Regions from separate parts of the Gossypium hirsutum genome. Here region 1 is linked to region 2. The links are chromatin contacts, called in public Hi-C maps. All regions are on one chromosome and are shown on one strand. Each heading gives the region's core, a stretch centred on a gene start, on an enhancer-like site or on the middle of the called end of the contact. The rest is flanking DNA. Distances are from core to core; before and after follow the strand shown.

Region 1 (7,204 bases), core at 2,011-4,510, 35 kb before region 2:
GGTTATGGGGTATTACAACGTGGTACAATTTCAAAGTGTCACGTTCAGTATTTTAACAACTAAACCAGTGGTTGAATAGGTTAGACCATCAATTCTCAATTCAACCAATTCAATAGGTTCGACCACTAGACCAACAATAAATAAAGAATTAAAAATCATAAAAATTAAAAAAATATTAAATTGGTTTAATTGTTGATTTTTTTATTATTTCAGTTTTCTATTTTTACTAATTTCAATCAGTTTCCTAGTCATTTGGTTCAATGCCTTTGTTTTAACCGTTATACCGATTAATTCTCTTCATTAAATCTTGACAAAATCTAAGTTTTAAGAGACAAAATGTATTCAGTTGTCAAGTTCAAGGACTAAAGTGGAAAAAGTACAAAATTAAACCTAATTGCCCAGCTCAAAAGCCAATAATTATATTATCCCATTTTTTTTATTCCCATAATATGTATAAAAATACTAAAATAATTATTTCTTAGATTTTATTTTGTGGGGACCTCGATATCGGTGGATGTCGAGTCTAACGTAAAGTTTTGACTACTAAGTTTCCTCGGGATCAAGGAGGGGACAAGGAAAGAGAATTTCGATTGGCGAGTCTAACTTTGTTCCTCAGCTCTCACAGGAGTTGAGTTTCATTTTTAATTTTTTGATTGCATTTTAAGTTAGTGTTTGGACTTCGACTCCTATCGGTGTCGAGGTTAGTTTAATATTGACTATTTTTTTTCTTTTTTCTTTTTTGTGAAAATATGTGTTAAGTCCATGTATTCATTATAAATTTAGAATTTAGTTATTCTACTTTTATTCATAGGACTTTAGTCCATCTATTTTTCAAATATCACAACTCAAGTCTAATTGTTAACGTTGTTAAAATTATTATATTAAATTCAAGTTCATTATAACGCCATTTTTTAATTACATCTCTACCAAGTGAGTATTTTTTTTAATTTCAAAATATCACACCAGCAAATTTAACAATATTAATATTTAGACCTAAAATTTGAAATCTAAAAAGTAAAAGGACTAAATTATTGGGAATAACAAGTATAAAGACTACATTCTAAATTTGTGAAGAGTATAAAGACTTATGACATAATTTAGATTTTTTTTAAAAATATTTCTCTTACTTTTTAATTTATTTTTTTCTTATAATATATATAAATTTCATATATAATATAATACAAAAACTTGATCATATTTTTCATGTTTATTTTATAATTCATATTCAAGATTCGTAATTGTTCAGTCTAATAATATCATCTCCAAAGTTTAAACTAAAATCCTCCTATCGAGAATATAATATACCTTACACCCAACCGCTTTTCAGTTAGAAAATATATTTTCATTCAGAGAGAAATTATACTTTCATCTTTTGGATCGGTGAAATCAACAAATCCTTCAAATTATTTGATCGAAATTAGTCTAGAAAAAGTACCCTGAAAATACACATTTCAAAAAAAAATACATAATGCATTAATCCTCTATAAAAATTGACAAAATATTAGGAGTGTAGTGAAAAGCTGGTAGACACCAATTTCTTAGTTGTTTTGGATATATTCGAGGATGAAGAAAAAAAAATCCTTACAACACTTTTTTGATATTTGTCTGAATATGCATCAAACTCCAAATATTTTATATGAAAGTAAAATTTATGATTCCTACGTTGACAAGATAGTTAGGGTCTTCACAGCTTTAGATGTGGATTGAATTCGAGTTACGTTACTCGTCTTACTGTTAGCGCTCCTCTATTAATTCACCCAAAAAAAAAATAAAACATATGAAGAGTTCGAGTGAGATGCATATATCATCAGAAACGGGTATCACAGGCCCATAACTCCCATATTAATCGCTGTACAATAAATACCTTCATCACGGTTGTACTATTCTCACCAAATGCAGGAAGCCTCTTGTTCATGCAGCAGAGGCGTCCGGCAATCCGGGCATGTAACCTTCTGATAATCCAACCACTTTTCCAAGCACACCTTGTGAAAGAGATGGCCGCAGGTCAAGCGATTAACCTCCGATTCCGGCTCAAATCGAGTCAGGCAAACCGAACATTCATACTCAGGTTGCTTGCAGCTACATATAGCATCAAACCTCATCGCTGGGGTTCTATTCCGGAACTCTTCCATGTAACTATCACAAGTTGTAGGGCTGAATTCGAATGATTCCGAGGGATTTTCGACAGAATCCGAGGATGGCGACGAAGACGCAATACCGACAATGTGAAGGATTGATTGGACAACACATAGCACTCCTTCTGATGGTGCTGGGAGACCTGAGAGACCCATTTTCAGTATCAAGGTCCCAATAATGGAACGGTAGATGCAAGAAGATAATTTCAGCTACTCTCTAGCTGAAATATATGACCTGTAAAACATAAAAACATCCATTAGAATACAAAACATAGAATTAGAAATCAATGCAAAAGTAATCGAATTACGCAAAGCAAAATGCTCAGGACTCTGCCAAGAGCCTTGACCGTTTTATGAGAATGTCTCAAAGTGCCTAAACAAGCGAAACCACAGAGTTTGAGTTAGCTAGCTCAAGAGGTTATAGTGTCGAGCCTAACTGTGCGCGAACTCAACAGAATCGGAAAGCAAAACGCCAAATAAGAATAATACTAACACGTTTTAATCCCAAAACTCACATGCAGAAAACATCAAAGACGAACAAAATCACTGATTAAAACACAAATAAACAACGAAGAAAAAAGACAAGGAAGAAGATCATTGTAATTGATTACGAAAATCACCTTTAAAGCAAGGGAGGGAAAATTTTACATAACCAGTGATGAATGATGAGTGGAAACCCTGGTAATCTGCAAGACAACCCATCATTCAATTAGGAAAAAGTGAGGTTATTGGAACATTTGTGGATAAGTACACCAAGAACTGTGATGTTTTTTCAATGAATTCAAATACCCAAAACCCAACAAAAAGAAAAATGCAACAACAAGGTGATATGAGATCTAATAATTTCAAGCATAATCAAAAGTTCCCATTTATATCTTCCATTTGCTGCATTATTTGAAAGGGGGGAAAAATCTTTAAATGCCCTCCAAAAAGGGGAAAGAGCAATCTCCAAGGAAGTTAAACTTACACAGGGTCAACTTTGCTGTGTAGAGGGCACCAAGGACAAGAACTAAACAAGATTATTTTTCATTAGAGCAATTTAAACATAGAGAAAGCTAATTTGGTTTTCTTTTAACAATAAAATGAAAATATGTAAGCATTTAAAATGTCTGGCAATGGCTGCTACTTATACAGCAATCCCCACCTTTAACTCTAATCCCCTTAACTATGGTTACTTTATATCATCAAACTTACTTCTACTTGAGTTTAGTTGTTGTAAAAATATATTTATTAAATGCTTATATACAAACAAATAATTATTATCAAAGAATATATATATCAAATAAATAAATTTTTAATTGAAATAATGAAATTAAATAATCTATTATGTTAATTTTTTTTACTTTTTTTTTGTAAATTTTATTATTTATATTTAACTTTGTAATAAATCTTTCTAATAATAAGGTTTTTAAAGTTCGAACCTATATTTTTTATTGAATCATTTATAATAATATAAAAAAATACAATATATTTAATAAGTTTTTTTATTCCTCAATTAAGTTAAAATCTAATGGATAAATATATGTCACTCTTTAACAATATTTTACGTACATATTTTACTTTCTCAACCTTAGGCTTTTAACTTGGTAAAAATATGTCATAAATAGATAAATCTTTAATTGAAGTAAATTAAAAGCTTAATTATAAGTTGTGCTTTTTTTTGTTCTTCGTGCTTATTTTATTTTTTATATTTAAAGTCAGTAATATTATTCTCAAAATTTAAACATAATACAATATATTTTACCACCGCTTATATTATAATAATATAAAAAATAAAAATATCTAAACCCATTCTTACATAAAGCAGCAAAAAGAGGGAAAACTGAATCTGCCATTTTTAGCTAAAAACAGTGGGAATAGCAAATCAAATGTTTTTTAATTTTAAAATAGTGTTTTCTTAGGCCAACTTGGAATTTTTTTAAAGTAAAGAGCAAAATGCGAATGGCAATTCATATGTCAGGAATGTTCTTCTCGTGAAAAACAATGAAGGCTCTCTTTTCATATCCTTTCTTTCTCAATAATTATCCAAAATAAATTATATTTTTATAGGATTGAATCTAAAATATTATAAAATTTAAAATTTTAATGTTATTATTTTAATAAAAAATTGATTTGTTCTTTTAGATAAATTCTACGTGTACTCTTGATTTAATGTGCAATTTAATATATAAATTTTGATTAGGTGCAATTATAAAACTGAAACTTTGTTTGTGATTCAAATATATACGTCAACTTTAATTTTGATTCAATCATACATATTTGAAGAAATAAATACATTAATATAATTATGTGTGTTTGCAATATATAAACATAAAATTAAACCATATTAATAATTGTATTAATAATTTATGATAATTGTTTCAAATCAAAATTTCATGTATAATAATTATAAATTAAACCAAAATTCATATTTAAATTCTAATTATAAATGTTCTATTCAACATTTTTATTCTTATTTTTTTAAAACCGTTTCACTTTATTTTAAACAAAATTAAATCTTAAAGGGAAAGTCTTCAAAAGAACTTTGTAAAGAAATAGTGATAAGTAACTCTTTATTTACTTAAAATTTTTTATGTTTTTATGAATTATAAAATGTGTTTAATAAATTAAATCATTAATAATTAATAATTTCAGTTGATTTAATTTTTTAAAGTAGTTATCAAACAACACATTTTAGGCTTAGAAAATTACTTGGGCAATAAAGAAGCTTGACGATATGATTTTAATAATCCGGTTTATGATTTTTTTTAAATTATGTGAATTTAATTAAGCAATAATATTTTATTGATCGAGTTGATTTGTGACTAGAAGTGTTTATAGGTTGGGCTAGGTCGGGTCTAAACATAATATTAATTTATTTTATGTTTTCCTAAGCCATGCCCAACTTGAAATATAAGCCTAAAATTTTACTTAAAGCTGCCCATATTAATTTTTAATTATTTTAAAAATATTTATATTGTTTTAATATAACATTTTATAATTTCATATATTTTTTCTATTTATTGAAAATTTTTATATAGTCATATTAACATTGTTTTAATGTTTACATTAGAGTAGTATTGTACATTTAGTATAAATTTTTTTAATGTGTTATAAATTACATAATATATAAAAAATAACAAAATATAAAGTATTATAAACATTAAAAACAAGCCCAATCCCAACTTATATTTAAACAGGCCTAATATTTTTACTCAAACTCTCCCAAAATTTGGACAGACTTTTAGACCTGAATGAGTAATTCGGCCCATGAACAAGTTTACTTGTGATACCACATCAGTAAATTAAATTATATGTAGTATAGATTAATTATTTAAATTTACACGGGAAACAATGATCTCATTTTTAAATTAATGTCTTTAAAAACATAAATAAATCTATTTAGAATTTCTTTTATCATTATAAAATTGGGGGTGAGAGAATAACAAAGCTTGAACTCGTGTTATCTAGATGCTAGATTGAAAGTTCTAACCATTGCTCCGAGTCTTGGCATAAATATATTCAGACTTGAAATGAAATGATTATGATAATTTGTGTACCTTATAAAATAAATTAAAACATGATATAAACTCTTATGAGAAAAATAATTAATGAAAACATATAAAATATTTATATATATTTACAATTATTTACGAATTTAACTGATTTGATATCACACATCAATTAAGTCTCAACTCGATTATAAAAATAACTGAAAAAAACAATAAATATTATTTTAAAATTTTATTTACATAAAATCTAAATAAATACAATTACACAATAAATTATAAACCCAAAACATCAAAATCAAAATCAAAATCATTTAAACTTTACCCAAATTTCTCCACCTACTATATCATAAGGTAGTAATAAAATATTTTCCATAAGTACATTGGATTGGCAGAATGGTTTATTATTATTTCGTGAATTAACATTAGAGAAAAACGAAAAGATGTTTTTGGAAGGCATCTAAAACTAGCTTCTCATCAATACATTTAAAGATTTGGATTATATCTAATTATAATGCTCAACTGGCAGACACTTGAAAGTGATAGAAAATCGAATCCTGCATTGAGAGTAGGTATGGGTGGATGAGTGATGAAAATGATGGTAGGAGTTATCTTTCCCAATTTTGACAATGACTCTCCTATGAACTTTCCAAATCAGAAACCAGAACCAAAAAATTTATCTTTTCCAAGTCCTCAGTCTGGGTGACTGAAAATGAAGTTTAACCAAAAAAGAGACCTTAGTTAGCTCTGAATTGGCTATTCAACAAATAAGCTGTAAATTACATTATTATTGTTAATTAAATATATAGGAGGAGTTAGGAGATATGAAGGTGTGGACACAGCATGAAAATGAAAATTATAAGTATAACTAACTTGGTTGCGAAGAATCAAGGATGTGGAGAGAAAATGGGGAAATGAGGGGGCAGGTTCTTTGAATCACATGCCCACTGTTTTCTTCTACCTTTATTAGGCACCCACCTTATTTGGCTCCCTTCCATTTCTTTAATAGAATTTGCATTTTACGTCCAAATAAACAATGCTACTCTACTTTTTTTTGAATTAATTGCATTTTTGGGCTCTCCATAACCATCCATTTATCTCAAACCAAGGTTTTAGCTTTTTCTCCACTCTTTCTATTCATGATCACTCAATTTTCATTAATTTCTGACACTGCTATTGTTAGCAAATTATTTCACTTTGGTCACCCTCGATTATAAGGGTCGACGGAAGTTGATATTGACAATGGGAGTGTGTAGGAGGTGGTAGAATATGGAGTTAATGGTGGTGCAAAGTGGAGGGTGAAGATTAGAAGAGATGAGGTGAAAATTATATACAATAATTTGGTTTTGTGTAAAAATGAAGTCAAAAAGTAAATTTGGCTCTCATTACATATTCCAGTCCACATGGAAAGGTCTAATTTCCCAATATCACCACATCACTCAACGCCTTCTTTGTCGTACCATAGAGTAAATGTTTCGGATATAGTTTATGGCCAAGCCTCATACTTCGTGTATTTATATAAGTATTTATGCATTTAATTATTTTAACTTAATTAATTCAATTTTAGAATAAATATATAAT
Region 2 (6,524 bases), core at 2,206-4,705:
TGTTGACATTTTAGTGCTTCCTTTAGCTTATCAAGATCCGCTAAGTATGCTTTAATATAAGCCACAATCTCGCATGTTCTCTGTCGGATGCCTTCATGGAAATATATATTCTTGTTATGCCATATTGCCTATAATGACACTGCTAAGCATGAACATTTATATGCATTATTGAGATTGAAGGCCTCCGCTAACCATTGTTTCCATTCTTGATTTTCATGAACGGGGACCAATGTCAGTGTCATTTGCTGGAGGACTTGTTTTGCGAGGATGTAGTCTCGGAAGATGTAGCTTACAAACTCATTTTCCCATAGATTAATTCGAACATTGCTGAGAATTTTTAGACTCCAAATTTTTGTAAAATAACTTCTAGTTAGATCCTGGTCTGTTGAAATTTCATTTCCCATCATATTTAAATCTTCTAAGACACACCTTTTGTAACCGTTTTTTACCGTGTATTCTCTCAACCTGTCACCTTACCAAAACCTTATATCTAGTTGCAGAGCGTTCCCCAAAGGAATGGATCCAATCTCACTAGCTTGTTCTTCTGGGAAAAACCCTCTCAAGGTTTCCTCCTTTCAGGTGACAGATTCATGATTTATAAGGTCTGCAACTAAAGTGTACCTATAATCAATATTCTGAAATTGTAATTTTCCTTCCTCAGGAAACCATGGATTGTTTCATATGTTAACTGATCTACTCTCTCTGATTCTTCAACCCATTCTTGATTCCAAAATACTCCGAGCGTTCCATATGCTTCTCCAGGTAAACGAAGGGTAAGCCCCTAGTTCGGCATTCAAAAAGTCACTTCATGGGTAGTATTTAGATTTCATTACTTGTACAAGGAAGCTTGTGGGATTGGTGATTAGCTTCCATCCTTGCTTTGCCAACAAGGCATTATTAAAATTTGATAAATCTCTAAATCTCATCCCCCATTGCGCCTTTAAGATACATAATGACAACCACCAACACTAGTAAATACCCTTATCCGTTTTTAAATTTTACCACCAGAATTTACACATAATATTCTCTAATTCCCGGCATAAAGAACTTGGTAATCTGCAACATTGCATAGCATAGATTGGAATGACTTGTAAGACTGATTTGATAAAAACCTCTTTTCCTCCAATAGGCAAATTGCGAATGCTTCAGTTTTTCACTTTTGTCAAAAAAAAATTATTTATTTCCACAAAAGCATTTCTCTTTCGCCTCCCCACCATTGTCAGTAATCCAAGGTATTTCTCCGGATTGTTGGTCATACGAACCCCCAACTCCCTTCCTATTTGCAATTTAACCGTATCGTTGACATTGTTGCTAAAGTAAATTAATGACTTTTTAAAATTCACCATCTGTCCCGATATTTTTTCATAGGCATTAATAACTGATCGAATTGCTAAAGCCCCTTCCACTGTTGCTTTTCCAAATAAGATACTGTCATCAGCGAAAAAAATGTGGGTTATTGACAAACCCCCTCTACCTATTTTTCCCCCTTATATTTTTCTTTCCCTTTTTTACAATATTAAGAAGTCTTGAAAAACCCTCAGCACAAATGATAAATAAATATGGGCTTAAGGGATCTCCTTACCTTATTCCTCTAGTAGGACTGAAACCAACCCCTTTCCCTCCATTAAGCACAACTGAGTATGAAACGCTTTTGATGCACCACATGATCAATGGTACCCACTTGTCACAAAACCAAGCTTTCTCATCATATTTTCAACGAAAATCCACTTAATCCTACTGTATGCTTTGGTCATGTCTAGTTTTAGAGCAAAATTACCCAATCCATATCTTTTCTTCTTAAAAGAGTACAATAATTCATATGCCACTAATATGTTATCTGTAATCTGTCTATCTAGGACAAAAGTGCCTTGTGCATCATCAATGTAGTAGCCAGGAGCCTTCCTAAATCTATTGACTATATATCTTTTGAGATTATTTTATAAACTACACTGTAAATGCTAATTGGCCTAAATTGTCCCATATTTTTTGGATTTTGAACTTCTGGAATTAGGACAATGTTGGTATCGTTAATTACACTTAATTCTTTTTGGTTGTTCAAAATTTCTTAACAGAATGATTATATGATCTTGAATTTTTAATGCTAAGCTAAAAGTAAAGAAAAATCCTTACAATTAATTAATTTTATTTTTCATGCCAAATAAAACCTGAAATTTTTCATCACATTTTTACCCAAACGATAAACAAGCAATTAATGGATTTTCCTTTGCTTTTAGCTTAGCATTGAAAGATTCAAGATTATATTTTTCATAGACAATTATTAAATATGAGTTATTCGAGTTGATTTTATTAAGAATAATATAGAAACATAAAATAAAATTTTACGATTTAGAAAGAGATTAAATTAGTTAATTTAATTATTTTCAATATTTTAGTAACAAATCGGTTGGCATTATCAAAATTCTTTTAACAATTTATTTAATTGATTTTTATGCTTTTTAAATTTAAAATTTCAATATTGAAAAAAATGAAATTGGGTGATCAAAATAAAAGTATAAACATGATGTGGCATGTATAGTCTAACTGTCGTTAGATATTTAGCGATTAGGTGATTAAAATGAAAGCATCTTAAAATTTGAATGATAAATTACAAGAATTTTATTTTGGGTGACCAAAATGAAAGTATTCTAAAAATTGAGTGACCAACTAGATCTTCATGATCAAAATAACACTCCTATATCTCATAACATGGGTTTTTTTAGGAATCTAACACTATAAGTTTAAAAAATTATGAAAATGACCCAATTTCAAGATTAATTATGAGAATTACCTGATTTCTATAGTAGAGTTGAGTGTTGCCACTTTCCCAGGTGACACCATCCTAAAAATATAAATAATAGTAATTTTTTAGTGCCGCCTAACAAATAGATAGAATTGGATTGAAACGTGTAGGGGCAAAATGTTCAAGGATTGGAGTAACTTTTTTTATATAATAATAAAATAATTTAATTGGTAATATTTAGTTACTCTTATGACTTACTTTAGTATAAAAAAAAAAGAAAAATTTTTGTAAAAATTATTACTCATATTTCTAATTACAAATTTAAATTTACATTAACTTTTTTATATCTAATTATTGTAATATATATCTCATGTTATTATATGAATAATTTGATTAGTTTAAACATGATATGAGAGCAAAAAGTGAAATGTTGAGATGTAGAAAAAAATCTTATTTTTTTAAAAAAAATTGATGGTTAGGTAATGATTAAGCCAAAAAAGTAAGTGGTATGGTCGGTTGATCAGATGTCATCGACTTTTACTATAGCAAATGTGTTATTTTCTTAAATAATTTTTTGTATAGATCATTTTCGTAATTAATTAATATGTTAAAGTATTTTTATATAAAATCTGAAATGCATTGATAACAGTGGGGTCCTCTCCTCCTGCCATATTTGGGTTTGAGTTTGACTTTAGTTGCTTTCCTGACATCAGGCAGTTTCTTATCCACACAAAATTGAAATAAAATCAACGTGTTCCACAGATGGCTTTCTCAGAAAAATAATATTAAAACAATAATTTATTATCTAAATAATGTCTAGGGTATACCCACTTAATCAATTTCCAAAGGATCTAAATTTGAACAGTTGGTGGTGACCGGTGATTTGGGTATAAAAATTTTAAAATTCAATATTATCTAAATTCAACTAGAACGATTGAACCAAAAATAGGTCGGGTATTAAACCGAGCTAAAAAATCGATTAAATCAACAATTGAATTAATTAGACTAATCGGTCTCCAAAATAGTTGACCTGATCGGTCAAAACAGATAATTGATAAAAAATATATATAAAAATTAGTTCAACAGTTAGTTCAATTGGTTCTTTTAGTTCGGTTCAATCAGTTCATACCGATTCATAGAACAATTAGATTTTAAAATTTTTAAACTTTTTAACCTTTAAAATTTTTTTGCCAATTTGGTACGTACCCTTTAAAATTACGTAACTTTTTAAATTATTTTTTCCATATTTTAAATAACATAAAATTTTTTAAAAACTCTTTAAAATTCAAAAATAAAAATATTTTTTAATATAAAAAAATCAAAATTCAATGGTATCTAAATCGGATTGGTTGAACCAAAAATCGTCTGGTATCATCCTGGTGAGAGGTAAACAATTGATTGACCCACCGATTTTTAGTCCAATTTAAATAAAATTTGAAATTTTTTTATATTTTCAAAATATTTAAATTTTCCATTTTTTATCTTAAAATTTTAAAGAGTTTTTATTTTTTATAATTTAAAAAAAATTATATCTTTTTAAAATATGAAAACAGTTTTCAAATGCCCAAATCGCCACAAACAATGCCAATCTGAGCCATTGGGAGACTAGAATTTTTTATTGCTCAAAATATATAATTTGAGTAAATAAAGGTGAGTTTATATTATTTAGATAATAAATTATTATTTTTGTAAAAAAGTTATTTGTAACTCATCCAAATGCAAACTCAACTCCCTCTCTTCCAAACAATATTACCACTTCTTTTATTAGAAAAAAAAATGTTTCTTTTGTGAATTTGGCAAAAAAAAAAAGTTGCAAATATGGATACACTTTCACGAATGTTTCCTTCAAATTTACACTAAAGTTTTCGAAGTCATATTACACTACCGGTTATCGATTTGAATAGTTAAATTAATTTGTTTAATAATTTATTAAAATTTATAAAACTTAAAAATATATATATTTCTAAAATTTTTTAATTTAATCTGTATTGATTTATGAATCAATTAAAGTTTTTAAAATCGAACTCATGATTAAATCAATTGGACCACTAATTCTTAATTTAATCGATCAAATCGATTCAACAAACAATTCGACCGATTCACAAATTAAAAAAAAACCTGAAAAATGAAAAAAAAAAAGAGAAATGAAAAAAAAAAACTAAAGAGAAAAAAAAGTCCGAAGTTAATCTCCCAAATGCAACAATTGTTACCATAGATACACCACCTACTTTTTAAATTTTATATTAATATTTATTGAAAAAGTCAAAAAGGTTGACCCCGTTAATTTTTTTTACCTATTATAAGATTGGGTAAACTACACCGATCATTCCTAAATTTTGTTTAAAATTATATTTTGGTCACTCAACCTTTAAAAGTTACATAATAGTCACTAACATTATTAAATTATTGCATTTTTGTCACTCAACTTTTCTATAGAGATATATAACTTTTATCAGTAATTCCATTTCATTTATATTATATTCTATATCATATATATTTTAAAATAAAACAAGGGCTCTAAAGAAATATCTCAAATAACAAAAAAAAGAAAGAATATCACTTTGATTTCATGCAAAAGGGACTTTTTGTTTTTATTTCCAATTTCCACGAACTGGATTGGTTAGTACCCGGTCGAGCTCATTTTCTTATTTGCAACTCAAATAATTCATTTTTTTTTCTATAATTCTACTATTTGACTATTAAATTTAGTTAAAAAAGTAATGTTGCACCTTAATTTAAAAGGTTAATAGTTAATTTGGTCCTTGAACTATAGTTAAAAAATCATTTTGGTATTTTTAAAATATCCTTAACAATAATTGTAAAAAATGTAAAAAGTCTTAAAAATAAATAATTCATACAAAAATCAATTGTAGCAAGGAAAAACAAAAAAATTGCAATTAGTTTTTCCACATCTAATCTCATAAAAAATCAAAATCTTTGAACTTTCACAAAAAGAATACATTAAATACTCATTCACTTTGATCTTACTTTTGTTTTTCATTTGCTTTGTTGTTTTACGCTCTTTTTATATTCATCTTTCTTTGCCTTTTCTTGTTTCTTTTCTCTTTTTTCATGCAGATTGGCATTGACTCCGCTCTTTCCAGATAATTAATATATATGTGTGTATTATTTATAGTTGAAAGAAGTTAAAATTTGAGAGAGCAAATGATGGGGTTGTAGAAGAAGAAGAGCATTTTGTATTATAAATTTTAAAAATCTAAAATTTCAAAATTGAAAGTCACTCAAAAACCTAATCAATCAAGTAATTGGAGTTACAAAAAAGAAAAGATGGGTTTAGAAAAGAAGTAGGGTGCTTTGTATTAGAAATTAAAAGAAAAAAAAAGCTCAAATTTCAATAAATGAAACTTACCAAAGAATTGAGGCAATATAATAGGACATTTTGCTCCTCTCTTTCCCTCTTCTTTTTTTTTCTCCTTTCTTTTCTTTTTTATAATTATCAAGAAAATATTATAAATAGACCATTGATAGTAGAAGTTTTTATGATTCTTAAAAATGAAAGCAATGTTGCAAGTCTAGATTTTGTTTTTTGAAAACTCGAGCAGCAACAATCGATCTAATAGTGGAATCTGAATCTTAAAAAAAACTAATTGAGATGTATTTTACTAGGACTTTGAGAATAAATAAAACAAAATAAATTTTGCAAAGCAAATTCTCGATAAAATAACATGAAGTTATTAATGTGATTAAAGGCATCCATCAGGGGTGGAAAACAAATCGAATTTAGTTTGAAATTTTTAAGATTTTTTATATAATAAAAAATTTC

What was found. A called contact is a pair of places that touch in the nucleus more often than the background predicts.
Region 1: a contact with region 2 is called in a Hi-C map of leaf, with 1.8 times the contacts expected there. The contact joins the promoter of LOC107912470 here to the enhancer-like site in region 2. A contact is called at or near these places in 4 of 34 Hi-C or Micro-C datasets (fibers, leaf and petal).

The regions. Positions count from the first base shown.
Region 1 is chrD11:15,730,276-15,737,479 of Gossypium_hirsutum_v2.1, reverse strand. It overlaps LOC107912470 (probable E3 ubiquitin-protein ligase XERICO), which reads right to left and starts at 3,260. Exons shown (of 3, transcript XR_005921155.1): 1 at 3,103-3,260; 2 at 2,756-2,821; 3 at 1,527-2,370.
Region 2 is chrD11:15,695,907-15,702,430 of Gossypium_hirsutum_v2.1, reverse strand. LOC107912471 (a long non-coding RNA gene) reads left to right here. Exons shown (of 4, transcript XR_001688169.2): 3 at 237-579; 4 at 662-1,151. Among protein-coding and RNA genes, the nearest start is that of LOC107912471, 4.1 kb to the left of the region's middle. Within about 2 kb of position 3,455, at least 3 of the 9 cell types and tissues checked have an H3K27ac peak or open chromatin away from gene starts, as enhancers often do. A contact at or near this core is called in leaf, where this site is marked.